Linked DNA regions of Mus musculus: region 1 is linked to region 2. Evidence: chromatin contacts called from public Hi-C data. All regions are on one chromosome and are shown on one strand. The core of a region is the stretch at or near the end of the contact, and the rest is flanking DNA. Distances in the headings are between cores, read along the strand shown.

Region 1 (6,631 bases), core at 1,548-4,047, 1.0 Mb after region 2:
ACTTACTAGGTTCTCATCAGCCCTCCCCCCAAGACGTCTCTAAATTCTTTCTTTAATGCTTCCTTTCTGATGTGAGAGCTCTCCTAGACTTTGTCTCAGGGAAGAAATGCTGAGAACACGTTCTCGTACTTTGCAGTCATCGGAGAGTGACCTCATTTCTCCATTCAGAAACAATATTTCAGCTGGTTACAGGGTTTGCAGCTCACAGCTCTTTCTTTCAGACCTCAAAAGACATAACAGCGCTTCCACGTCACCTCCATGGTTGCTGGGGAGAAGTCATCCTTCAAAATGTTTGACTATTCTCTAAGTCTCCCACTGTTCTTTCTTTGTCTTAGTGTTCAGAACTTTCTGATATACCTTGGTATGCATTTTCTGTTAAAAAGTTTTCAACTCAGTGAACCCTAAGATTACTGCTCTCTCACTAAAGTTGGAAGGTTTGGATGCCTCTCAGATCTGACCTCTTTTCTTCCTCCTTTCAGATCTTGAAGATGTCGGACTCTACATTCCTATTATCTTTCAAGACTTCTCTGTTGCTTAGGTTGGATGATTTCTGCGGCTAGATCTTCATGTCTGTAGATTTTCCCTTTTGCCCTTTCTACCCTGCTACAGAACCAAGATAGTCTTACGATGACATAGAAAAACTTTTTCATTTTGCTTTTCATTCTAAAACATCCACTTGATCTTCTTTACTTGATGAGACTTTCTATTAGCAATGCACAAGTCACTTAAGTTTCTTTCTTAATGCATATATAATATTTCCACTGTTCTAATGCTGATATTTATTGATTGGATTTTTCATTCTTCCTGCAGTGTTGCTGAGTTTGGGTGTGATATGAACTTCTAGCCATTTTATATTATGAAACGCTAAGTTTCCTTTCTTCCCTTGTTTAACACCCTTAGCTCCATCCCGTGGATGCTAGTGTGGCTGCTTTCATCCTGGAGAGGAGAGAGGCTCAAGAAACCCATAAAAACTTTATAAGAAGTCAAAGATGCTATAGGACTGAGGAGATTCCCCCTCACCCCCAAGGTTCTACAAGGTTTTACAAGCTGTAAACAGTGGCCAGGAAGGCAGCTTTTGTGAGCTGTCATCCATGTGGGGGTGGACTTGTCTTTGAGTCCTCTATGTTCCTACATGTAACTCCAATGAGCTCATTGATTCACTAAGCTAGACATAGGTAGAACTGCTTGTTTCTTCAGTTGTCAGTGCCCTATGTGCAGTAACATTTGTCTGCATACATGTCTCCAAGAGAAGTCACACCACAGTTGGCAAGCACTCTATTACTGAGCTGTAGCTCCAACCTAAAAGGGGCACATTGTAAACATTCCATTTCCACATCTCCGCAGGGGTGCGGATAAAGTCCAATATCAACAAACTGGGGTTAGAAGTATCCAGCCCTACCTGGTTCAGAGCAAAGGATTTACTATTCATACTGAGGAAGGGGGTACCTTATGAGCTCCCTGATTTGGGAGTAAAAGTCTTGCTCCATTCCTAGTACTATATACATGGTGAGCTGGCCTTACTCCCGCTGGACAAGAGTGCAATGTCTCCCTCTCTGCTGGCTGTCCTCTTACGGTCCCCTGGTAGAAAAAGAGGGCAAGCCTCTTATTCCTAAAAGTAGGATCCAAGTGTGTGTAAGCTCAGCTCAGTGTCTCTGCTGACATCATAGGTCTGGGATCGTCACTGACTCAGTGGAACTGAATGCACAGCATCTCCTTATGAAACCTCACCTATAACCAGTAGGTAGGTATTTTCTATGGGTTTTCAAAGTTTGTCAGCTTCTGAAGTCAACTGTTTCTGCGGTGAGCCCATCTTCATTGATTTGGCCTAAAATTTGATTGCAGTCATCCTTCCCTCTCTGCTTTATATTTCCTTTAAAAATAGTTTCCCTTTTGTCTCTGCAATAATTTTGATTCTGAAGTCAAACACTAACTGCTCAAGTATTTGAAGGAATGAGCACGTTTCTCTCTAAGGAAGCCTAGAAGGCTTTTTATAAATTGATATAGACAACGTAGAGTTCTTTCTTCCCACAAATTTCCATGTACTCCCTACAGGATGACTCCATGCCTGAAGGCCCATGGAAAGTCTATGCTTGAAGAGGATTTTATAAAGTAACCCATGTTACTATGCAATCACTCAGCAACAGGGGATTGTTTTCCCTTCAGTGTCTCTATCTTTATTTTACTGCTGTTCATTTTAGTTTTTAAAAACATTTTTATCTTTTTATTTGTTATGAATCTACTTCAAGTTAACACCTGTTATCTCAAAATTGCAGTGTGCAAAAACAAAGAGAGCATTAGTAATTAGATCTGCTAGTGTCATAGTTAGATCCTCTCACTATGTCCTTAGATAATATTTTCTTTGTTTCAACCAGATTATCTGTGTGAGTATGTGCTCTACATGAGAATGTAGCATCTTTTAACACTTACATGCATTACATCCCAAATAACTCTCTAAGCCTATGCATGCTAAGTGAAATATAGAATAACTAGAAAGAGAATATAGGTATCATGATCAAAGACCACACAGAAGACGAATGCTTGACTAAGCAACTTTCAAAACACATCAAAATACTGCTAAGGATTCTTAGGTAAGTTTATGCTTGTGGAAAAGGAACTACTGTAAGTTTTATTTCATGTCTTAAGATTTCTTCTCTGATTTATTATAAATAATATAAGGCAAACAAGGAACCATAAATCAAACTAGCTTTGTGGGAAAATGCAATTAAGATTGCCCGAATGGTGGGGACAATCCGTAAACCAATTAGGAAGAGTGGATGTCACAGCAGAATGCTTTTAATAAAAGCTAATGCACTTGGGAAGCAAGATATTGAATGCAGTTTGAAATGACTTCAGATGACAGAGTACTTTATATGCCTGCATTTATTGAATGCCTCGTAATGGATTTAGGACTTAGATCACTGTGTCTGTCACAGGGCCACAAAAGTAATAATAAGTAGGAAGGAATTTAAGGCTCTCTCAAACTCTCCATCATAAAATTAAAAATTTTTCCTTTTCATTATTTTTATTCTTAAGCATAAACCAGAGCTATAAAAAAGAAAGGACCTTTTATTCCAAATGGAAAGTTGACAGTGGGTAATTCAAATTAGTCCATTTAGCTAACTCACTAAAGCGCTGGGATCAGGAGATGGCAGAGATCGTAATTCCCAGTTGCACAAGCTGCAACCCAGAGTTTGTGATACATTACAGCACAGCTGTCGTTCAGCAGGGAGACATCTTGGCAGTGCCCCTGAGTTCCTGCTGGACTGTGAGCCTGGTCTGCAGCATATGCAGCCAGCATCCTGGGTTCTGATTCAGAAATGTGGTGATTCAGTGTCTGGCCAGTTCACTCATTGTAATTGATTTTGCTACCAAAAGTTCTGCAATGTCTAAGGTCACCAGATGAACAAATGAAGAAAATGCCAACAGAATTAAGATGATAAGCAAACTGAATCACAGGAGAACATGGAGAAAGCAAGTAGCTTTCAACAGGGCCAAAGCGAGCTCTGGTAGCTGAGCAGTGGTGAGGGGACATCAATGAAATAGTTCTCACAGTATAAGGTGGTGTATGTGTGTGTGTGTGTGTGTTTATAGAAAGAGAGAGGTAGATACTCTATAGATTCCTTAAAAGTCAGATGTTAAAAGCAACAGTCAGTGACAGAGAAACCAGCTATTTTAGGAAGATTATTCTGTCAAGGCCTAAAAACAGAAATATAAAAACAAGACATTAGTATCTATACATCATATTGTTTTCAAAAACTTATAAGATGCCCTGAAGTCAGGAGAAGGTAGAGTCAAGAAGTGTAGCCTGGGGCATGGTATAAGAGAAGGCTTCAGTGATGGTGGCATTATAACATAGCATAGCATAACATAACATAACATAACACAACATAACATAACAACATGCATGCATTGCTCTATTATTAATACTATTGGCACGTATTGTCAACAAAACCTTATGAAACTTTTTTATGTACAAAGAACTTAAAGAAGCTAGACTCATAAGTCACCCCTTTCAGTAGCCAGCTGAAACAGGCCGCATGCCCTTCTTGTCTAAAGAACATGGCCTCAGTCACTGTGCTAGATGTGATTTAGGCAAAAATACAAAGAATCACCAGACAAGTGTGTCGTTTATGGGATTGTGTGGGATTTGAGGATTGCGGCTGACTGGGAACTAGAGGCAGACCTAAGACTTAGGCTTCAGTACGAAAAGGCTGGAATAATCCATTTGTGTAAATCATAGACATAAGAAAAGATCACAGAATATTCGGAGAAAAGTTTGCTAATCAGTTACAATTCTACTATCAATTAGTAACTTGACACTTTCCCTTCCAAAGTTTTCAGAAACATACATGCTGTGGACTCTACCCTTGATCTCTTGAGAGAGTGGCCGTCCTACTTAGTGTAACATGCCATGGTTTTGCTACTGATGTCAAAATTGAAGTTTCCATGGATAAGCATATTTCCACCAACTATTAGCAATCATATTTGACTACCCATCCACTTTCCCATTGTAACTATACTGTTAAGTATTTCTGGCATATGTTTTCTGTATCCTGTATTATTCTCTTAGGCTAAGTTCCTCTATTTGAAATATAAGGTGGACTATATATAGGATATATACTTTATGATCCTTGATACAATTATTTACTAACTAAGCCAAAGACTCACAAATGAGAAGGTGCAGGTTCTCGTTTTGGTGTAAGTTCGAATACACACATCTGTACATACATACTTCATTCTTTTCAGCACTGCTACCAATTGCACAAGATCTTCACTTTAAATGATATTAAACACTGGACTGTTGATCTAACTTGTTTTCTTACCATCTTTGCTTCTCATTTCATTTATTCAGCATCTAAAGGTTTTGAGAGTTTACAGGTTTGAGAGTTTATTTGATCTCACTGCCTCCAGCTTTGCCTGTCTAGGTCATTCCTTTGTGTACTACACAATGAATATTCAAATAGACTAATTAAATTATATCTCTCATCTGCTTATAGTCCATAAATGATTTCTTATTGACATGTTGCACAGACTCTTGGGAGCAGACTGTGATCTCTGTTGTCAGTACTGCAGCACGAGTCACAGCCAGATAGAGCCAGCCATAGAGCATTGCTTTTTACTTCCAGGAGCTCATGGTTCCATCAGCCTACAGTTAAATTCTCTCTGTACTCCACCCTGTTCTCTCATCTTCCCTCTCTCCTGAATAAACAAGTAATCACTATTATCTTAAAAACTACAAACCCACCCTTTCTAGTAACAATTTAAAGTAAGACCAGATAGATACTTCTTCGCCTGGAGGTTAGGAGATAAACAGTTGGAGCTGCCTATTACACCTGTGACAAGATGGCGGGTTCAACCTCTGGAAATCAAAGGCAAGAATCTCAGATGGTTCCTGAATTCTGGACAGTAAGGTGTTTTTATAGGAGAATAGATAATCCTCATATGGTAGCAAGCAAAGTGGGAAGGAATATCATTGTGAGAGTCAGGGAATGAGCTTTTGCTCAGGGTTCAAGGATGCAGAGAAGAAGCTTAAGGAGGACTGAGACATCCATCTGTCATGGTTACTCTAGATGGTCAGCTTGACAAGACTGAGAGCAGTCAATAAGACTGGTGAAGGAAACCATCTGGTGCTTCCAGAAGTGATCATATCATGAAGACTGACCTAATCAATGGTTTATTATCTGAGGCTAAGTTATAATATGACTAGATTGCTGGCAGGTGGTGAAAGTGGGGAGGAAAAAAAAGTAGAGGAAGTGGACAACTGGGGTGCGCCTTGGAAGGCACACAGTCACCCTGGCCCATCTCTAGTCATCTGCTTCCTGCCCACTGTGAGGTGAGCAGCTCTCACACGGCCCTGACACCTTCATGTGCCAGCCTCAGCTCTGTCCCAGAGCCAAGGAGACTTCTGACACAGCCAACTGAAACAAATCCCGTGTTTCAAACCGTTTCTCTTAGGTATTTTCCAAAGAGACAGGAAAGTCAGATGCATAAATAGACAGTGGTGCTGTTATAGAGTGGAAGCCAGACTCCAGCCCACACAGGAATAAAGGGGTATGCGAGACTAAACCAGATGAATTTTATAGCCATATTTTGTGACTGTTGAAGTAGAGAAGAATTAATAGTAATTAGAAATTGGTCAGGAGGTGGAGTAAAATCGGTGAATAACACTGGAATTAATAAATTACTGAATCCACTTAGAAGCTAGGTGCCCTTCAGAATCAAAGGTGCATATGTAACTAATAAATTCATCTACAGTGGCCAAAGAATTTGTGCAGCATTGATTTTTCAGTGTTTAAAAACTCACAAAGTCAGGACTAGAGAGATGGCTCAGAGGTTAAGAGCACTGACTGTTCTTCCAGAGGTCCCGAGTTCAATTCCCAGCAACCACATGGTGGCTCACAATCATCTGTAATGGGATCAGATGTCCTCTTGCAGGGTGTCTGAAAACAGCTACGGTGTACTCACATAAACTAAATAAATCTTTTTTAAAAAGTTTCACAAAGTCTCCACACTCAGGAGGCTGAACCATGAGTAGCACTACCACAGGTTGAAAACAGCCTAGGTTATATAGCAAAATGTTATCTTAAAAAATCCATGACTCAAATCTGAACTTATAGGCTCTTGGTGACAC
Region 2 (6,633 bases), core at 3,648-6,147:
TGTTTGAGGCCATGGAAGTGCTGGGTCTTTTGATTCTGGTGGGGTAGGCAACCTCAGAGCATAAAAATTAAAGCCCAATTTCCTCGAAGTGTATAGATTAAATAAAAGCAGCACAACCTGTATAGTTGTTCCTCTGTGAAGCAGATGGATAAAGAAATAAAATGTTCGTTTGAGATAGGTGTAAAAGAACCATTAACATCAGAATCCTTTTCAGAAGAAAGGCTCACTTCTGGGTTGCTTGTGAAAAACTTACATCAAAAAAAGAATAAAGAGTGTGATAGTTTAAGTAAAAATGGTGCCCATAAATCCATAGGGAGTGGCTATTAGGAGGTGTGTCCTTGTTGGAAGAAGTGTGTCACTAGGGGGCAGGCTTTGAGGTCTAAAATGCTCAAGCCAGGTCTAGTGTCACTTCTACTTCCTGCTGCCTGCCCATCCGGGTATAGAACTCACAGCTCTTTTTCCAACACCATGTCTGCCTGGATGCTGCCATGTTTCCTGCCGTGATGATAATGGACTAAACCCCTGAACTGTAAGCCAGACCCAATTAAATGTTGTCCTTTATAAGAATTGCCTTGGTCATGGTGTCTCTTCACAGCAATAGAAACCCTAAGACAGGGAGAGAGCAGTAAATGGCTCAGTGGCTAAGACACCTGCTGAACAAGGATGATAGATAACCTGAATTCAGGTCCCCCATGTCCATTTTAAAGGCATATATATGATCCTGCAACTCCAGAGGTATGGGAACAGAAACTAGAGGATTGCTGGGGCTTGCGGGCTACCATCCTAGCTCCAGGTTGAGCAAAGGTCTCTGTGTCAGAAGAGTAAGGTGTTGAGTGATGGAACACTACCACCAACATCCTCCTGTGGCCTCTGTATGTGTGATAATACATACACATACCCATACACCATGCATTCATATGTGATACACACATACAAAGGAATAGTGTGATGGTTTGAATATGTTTGCCCCCGGTAGTGGAGCTATTAAGAGGTGTGGCCTTGTTGGAGTGGGTGTGGCCTTGTTGGAGGAAGTGTGTCTGTCACTGTGGGGGTGGGCAATGACACCACGTGGAAGCCAATCTTCTCCTGACTACCTTCCAATCAAGATGCCAGAACTCGCAGCTCCTTCTCCACCACCATGTCTGCCTGGACACTGCCATGCTTTTTGCCTTCCTGATAATGGGCTGAACTTCTAAACCTGTAAGCCAGCCACAACGCTGTCCTTGATCATAGTGTCTCTTCACATAACAATGAAGCCCTAAGACAGACAAGTACTGATGGTATTGGTTAGCATAGTAAACCCACCCATTTCTCCAGCTCCTCTACTCTCCAAAACTATGAACTAATATTGTTCTTCCAGAAGTAAGAACAAGTTTAAAACAAAACAAAAATAATAAAGAATGCCCTAGTTGGATGGTCCTATACCCATGCCCATACAGACAGCACTTGGTGGACTCAGTAAGTATACAAACAAGAAGCATTAAATAGGGAGAGAAAGTGAGGGGAGAGGAAGAGATGAAGGGGAGGAACTGGGGGAAAAGTTACCAAAGCATAGTATATGCATGTAGGAAACTCTCAAAAATTAAAAACTGGAGGAAAAAAAAAAAAAAAAAGACAAATAGAAATTCCAGGCAAAAGTGCTTTCTCCCACAAGAGGGCGCTCCTGGACCCAAGAGCTGAGGGATTGAGTCTGTAGTTCCTGGGATGCTCTGAAACCTAATAAATTACAGACAGCAGACACCCTTTGTGGTTTCCTTGCACTCTGTAGTGACCATGGAATCCAAAGATCAAGGCTCTTATCAAATGTAAGCATTCAGGCTTCTTACTGGCAGCTTTTAAGTACAGCGGAAGCTAGGGTGGTCTACCCATGCTTCTATAGCGAACCTTCAGCTTTCCTGCTGCATGTTCTGTCGGGGACGGACCGTTTTCCCTGTTACTCAAGTCAAGCTGAACTTCCATTTCTTGTCCCAGCCAATCAAGAGTAGCAGTCGCCAGAAATTAAAAATAGCATGTTGCTGTAGGACAAGGTGGTAAATGACACAGAACTTTGGGAAAGTCTGGCTGGGTCTAGCCAGCCTCACCCTCTGCCACTCCCGGGCAGGGAGGAAGCGAGAGGCTCCTAGGAGTATGGCCAGGAAAGGCTGTGGCCAAGCAAGGGCCCAGAAAGGATTTTTCCTTTGAGTCAGGGATGACAGCTGTCCTCGTGAGGGGAGGAGTGGAAAACTGGATCCACTGAGCGGTATCTGCTAAGTCCAAAGAGGCCTGCAGAAGCACGAGGACTGCCAGCTACAGTAGTTCGTGGGACATCAAAGCCGCGATTAGCACAGCTTCCTGGCTGTCGCACTCTGCGTATTTATGGCGCATTGCACATTTAAATGCTATTCTCATAAGGCGTTTCAGCTGTCAAAGCTCCATATTTGAGCGATAAAAGTGACTTAAAGTACCAGGGGTCCTTGGTGCCCAACCTCAGCAGTGTGTCAAAGCCAATCAATGACAACCAAAACCCACCAAATTTGTTTCACCATTTGAAAAGCAACGGCCCCTAAGGCCACCTGTGAGCAGCCTGGTAGACACACAGTACACATGGGGGTCCAGAGAGGGGGATACAGGGGGCAAGCCTGACTGGTCTCTGCACATGTGAGTTTATGCCAGTACCAGGGAGGGGTCTCTGAAGAAGAGGAAAAAGTACTATTCTTGTTCTTCATTTTAAGGTAGGGGTATATGATGTGATGGCAAATTAAGAGACGATGTTAACACCCCCTCTTCTGACACCCAGACAGCATGGATGCCTTCCAACCTGACTTCTGTTTTTGTTGATTCTCCTTCAAAATGGCACACCATGCATGTGTCCTGGGAGAAAATATGGCAGGTTTGGCCAGGAAAACCAATGGCCAGGACAGGCAAAGAAAAGGAACCTGTGATCAGTGTGGTCCCTGAGCTGAAGGACCCTAGGGACAGCATCTGTCCCCTGAGAGCACAGGCTTCCCACAGTTCTTTTCGTGTGTGTGTGTGTGTGTGTGTGTGTGTGTGTGTGTGTTTCCTACCCAATAGCTCACAGCCAGTTTCCTTACTTTTGGTTCATACCATCTATCTCCCTAGATACCCCTTCCGTGGGTTCAGCTCCCCCACATCATTAAAGGCCTGCTTTCCTTACAGGAGTCTCTGAGGGTAGTACCATCCTTCTCTGTAGACACCTGTCTTCCAGGAGCTGGGCTTGAGCCTGAAGCTCATCTCTCACATGGCCACTTGCAGCTTGCCAAGATAGCTGGGGTCAAGATTTAGTCAGCCTTCTACAAATAAAGCATACCCTGACCCAACCATGGAAGCACCCATGAGCTAAGCCTCTGGTTTCCAACAGTTGCATCAGCCATTATCGCACACGCACAAACGCATGCACACACTCAGAGAGAGAGAGAGAGAGAGAGAGAGAGAGAGAGAGCTGGCACTCAGTGGGCAAAGGATTCACTGGCCCTCATTGAGCAAGGGATCTGCATGGCAGCAACACCTTTTCCTAACTTTCCAAACCCAAGTTAACTTCCCTTTGTCAAAATTGTGAAGCATTAATGTGCCCAAATGAAAGGTCAGAGGTATAGACTTGTGTCCTGGCCTCATTTCCAGTAAGAATGGTCTACATGGAGTAAGGGAGGCTTACAGCTTTACCTAGGCCAGTCCCGAAGATGAAGGCACAGATGGGTGGGTATTGGCTGTGGACCATTCATTCAATGGTCCAGTAAAAACAGTGGAGCCAGGCTCTGAACCAAGAGGTCCCATGCTTACCCACCCCAAACTGCCCCTTCCCATACCCTCACCCTATTCCCTAACAAAGATCCTTTAAGTTATGTCTAACAGAAAACCCCTTATTCTTTAGTAAGAAAAAAAGCAACTAAATAGAAAAAAAAATTAAAATTACCCGCAGAGCAACCAGTTTCTGACCCTTTCCTCTGCTGCAGAGAGCTATAGCCTTCCTTTGCAATAAACTTAACTTGCTTACTTTTCTTTAAAAATATATACAAATTCGCAGCAGTGGCAGCAGCACTCTGAGGACCCAACCCCTGTGGCTCAACATGAGGGCAGTGATGCTGGCTGCTTAGTTTGGCTCACCTGGGCTGCTATGGTGTCTGTGGATATTTGAGAACTGTGTGGCTGAAACACACAAGAGAGAAATGTTAGTGATGTCCATGAACTTTTCTAACACAGCTGTTAGAAATCAGCAACCTGGATGGCTTAGGACTGGTGCCAGACATAGCATCAGAGATAGTTGGTCCCTCACCTTCTACTCTTGGACTTCTCATTAAAGTAGACTGCCACCATAGCTCACGCTGCTACTGATCACTGGGGAAACTAAGGCAGGCAATCATTTAAAGCTGAGCCCCATCTGCATTCCCGGATGAGGTCCAGGCCAGAGTCGGCTCATGTTGTCTTCAAAATAAAACAAACAAAAAGACAAGATGTCCCAACCCAACCTCAAAGGTAAGTGGCCCCTAAGGTCCCTGGCAGAAATTTTGACTAGCATTCAGAGATGGGAGCATAAAAACACCAGAGTTCCCAGGACCCCACATTCTGGGTTTAGAATCAGGGTGGATCCAGTTGCCCTCACATGTGGTATAGAAACAGGCTCATCAGAAATCTCCTTAGGCAGATGATGAACTTATAAACCAAGGAGGGGTATGTGGGAGGGTTTGGCAAGAAAAGTGAGAAATGATGTAATTATATTATAATCTCAAAAAACAAAAAAAAACAAAAAACAAAAAAAACCCTGTAATAAAAAACGTTCTGGTTGGGGACCCCTGGGCCACTAGGGGGAGCCAGGGGAATGATATCGGAGGGCTCTTGGGGTTGGGGGGGGGGGTTACCAGATCTGAGGAAGAACTTGGGAACCACTACCACAGTGATTTTGTTACACTGAAAGGCACACAGCCCTCTCTGAGGCTCTCTGGAATCAATCCGATGTGTGTGGTACGGAGAGAGGTGCTCACTGAGGATGCTGGCCCTTCCTGAGACCCGCAGCCTCAGGTCTGGGCAGCCAGAGTCACACATGGCTGAGCATCAAGGACACAGAGGCAACCAGGGCGGGCTATTCTCAGAGTGTTGGAATGGAGGTGACAGGTCACATCAGGGTGGCGTTCAGAGCAGTGAAGGACTTGGGGCTTGAAACCTTAGCCATAACTAGGCTGTCTCTGAAAATTTTGGACTCATCTGAGAGGGGGGTGCAGCAGCTACACAGAATGGGGGAGGGACTCTTGGTTACAGTCATTCCCATAGGACATTTCATGTCTCCAGGGCAGCAAACATCACAGCCTGGAGTTACCACCAGCCACAATACTGAAGAGAAAGACCACAGACTTTAGCCCATCTAGCAGCTGCCCTCACCCTTTTTATTTTTTTTCTCAAAGGAAAAGTGCTGACACCATTTTCCAAGCCTTAATTATACATAAAAGCTCTCTCTTTAGTCAAAGAAAAGCTGAATGTAAACTCAAAACCATATTGACGTTATTGACCCACCGTGGCCCCACATGAGCCTTACATCTGCCTGCCAATATGACAGAAACTGGTAGGCGAAGGACACAAATGTCCCGTGTCCTTGACAGACAGACAGCCTTCGTTTCCACATCAGCAGATTCTGTCTTTGTGGATTTGTGAGGAGGAAGAGAATAGGGCTCCTGATAGAAGCTTGGCGTACAACTCCCCAGCATCCTTCAAGTGATAAGCAAAAGCTTCCATGGCTCACCACTCTCTGCCTAGACAAATTCTAAATATGGATCTGCACATATGTACAGATTAGACTGAGCACACAGGAGCAAAGCAAGCTGGCCATCCGTCCCTCCTGTCCCCTCCCTCTGTAGGAATCTGGCTGGGGATGTAGGTTTGAGTTCACAGTACTGACGATCTCAGAGTCCAGCTGAGCATAGCACAGGAAATCAACATGCCTGCATCTGAACTAACTGCATTCTGCTTCATTGCCCTGCTTGCCAACAAATGTTTATGCTCTTATTGCCTAAGGTCCTATGATTCAAAAGGGGGCCCATATATTCTACCATAGCATCTCCAGTGCATTAGTACTTAATGGCCATGGGCCGTGGAGCGACACTGTTTAACCAAGGTTACTCTTTTTTTTTTTTTTTAACCTCAGTGCTATTTTGGTCTTGAGTGTGCTTCTGGCCTTTGTGGTTTTATGGAAATTCAGTGTCCTTCAAAGGAGAGGAAAGAGTGATGTACACCCAGAAGAAATCTGGTTTCTCAGCTCAGGCCTTGGAGAAGCTGGGAAGACAATATTCTGAGCTGCTCAGCAGCTGTTTCTGGCTTCTGTATGGTCTATCTGTCCTCCAGTCACTAGTGGAATTGCCATCTTAGTCCCATTTAGGGATCTGCTGTTCTCTGTGGCTTCAATCTCAAAATATTCTGTGACCGAGTATCCCCAACACTGCCCAAGAAACCCACACGATAACTCATAATGAAGAAGGTTATTCAGTTCCATTCACTGTTAGAGAGGGTTTAACAAAAATGCCCAAATGAAGGCTCTTAATTGGAGCTGAAAATAATAAACAGATGGATGGATAGATAGATAGATAGATAGATAGATAGATAGATAGATAGATAGATAGATAGATAGATAGATAGATAGATAAACAGATC

The links. A called contact is a pair of places that touch in the nucleus more often than the background predicts.
Region 1: a contact with region 2 is called in a Hi-C map of muscle stem cells, with 3 times the contacts expected there. The contact joins two enhancer-like sites. A contact is called at or near these places in 1 of 39 promoter capture datasets (hippocampal neurons), 2 of 484 Hi-C or Micro-C datasets (embryonic fibroblasts and muscle stem cells) and 1 of 115 datasets of contacts at active chromatin or transcription factors (stem cell-derived neural progenitor cells).

What each region holds. Positions count from the first base shown.
Region 1 is chr17:10,781,369-10,787,999 of GRCm38.p6, forward strand. All of the region lies in intron 1 of Pacrg (PARK2 co-regulated), which reads right to left. Among named protein-coding and RNA genes, the nearest start is that of Gm16169, 23 kb to the right of the region's middle. Within about 2 kb of position 2,798, at least 4 of the 459 cell types and tissues checked have an H3K27ac peak or open chromatin away from gene starts, as enhancers often do. A contact at or near this core is called in muscle stem cells, where this site is marked.
Region 2 is chr17:9,754,709-9,761,341 of GRCm38.p6, forward strand. The region is part of intron 3 of 4930452A19Rik (RIKEN cDNA 4930452A19 gene); the gene reads right to left. Among named protein-coding and RNA genes, the nearest start is that of 4930452A19Rik, 18 kb to the right of the region's middle. Within about 2 kb of position 4,898, at least 47 of the 459 cell types and tissues checked have an H3K27ac peak or open chromatin away from gene starts, as enhancers often do. A contact at or near this core is called in muscle stem cells, where this site is marked.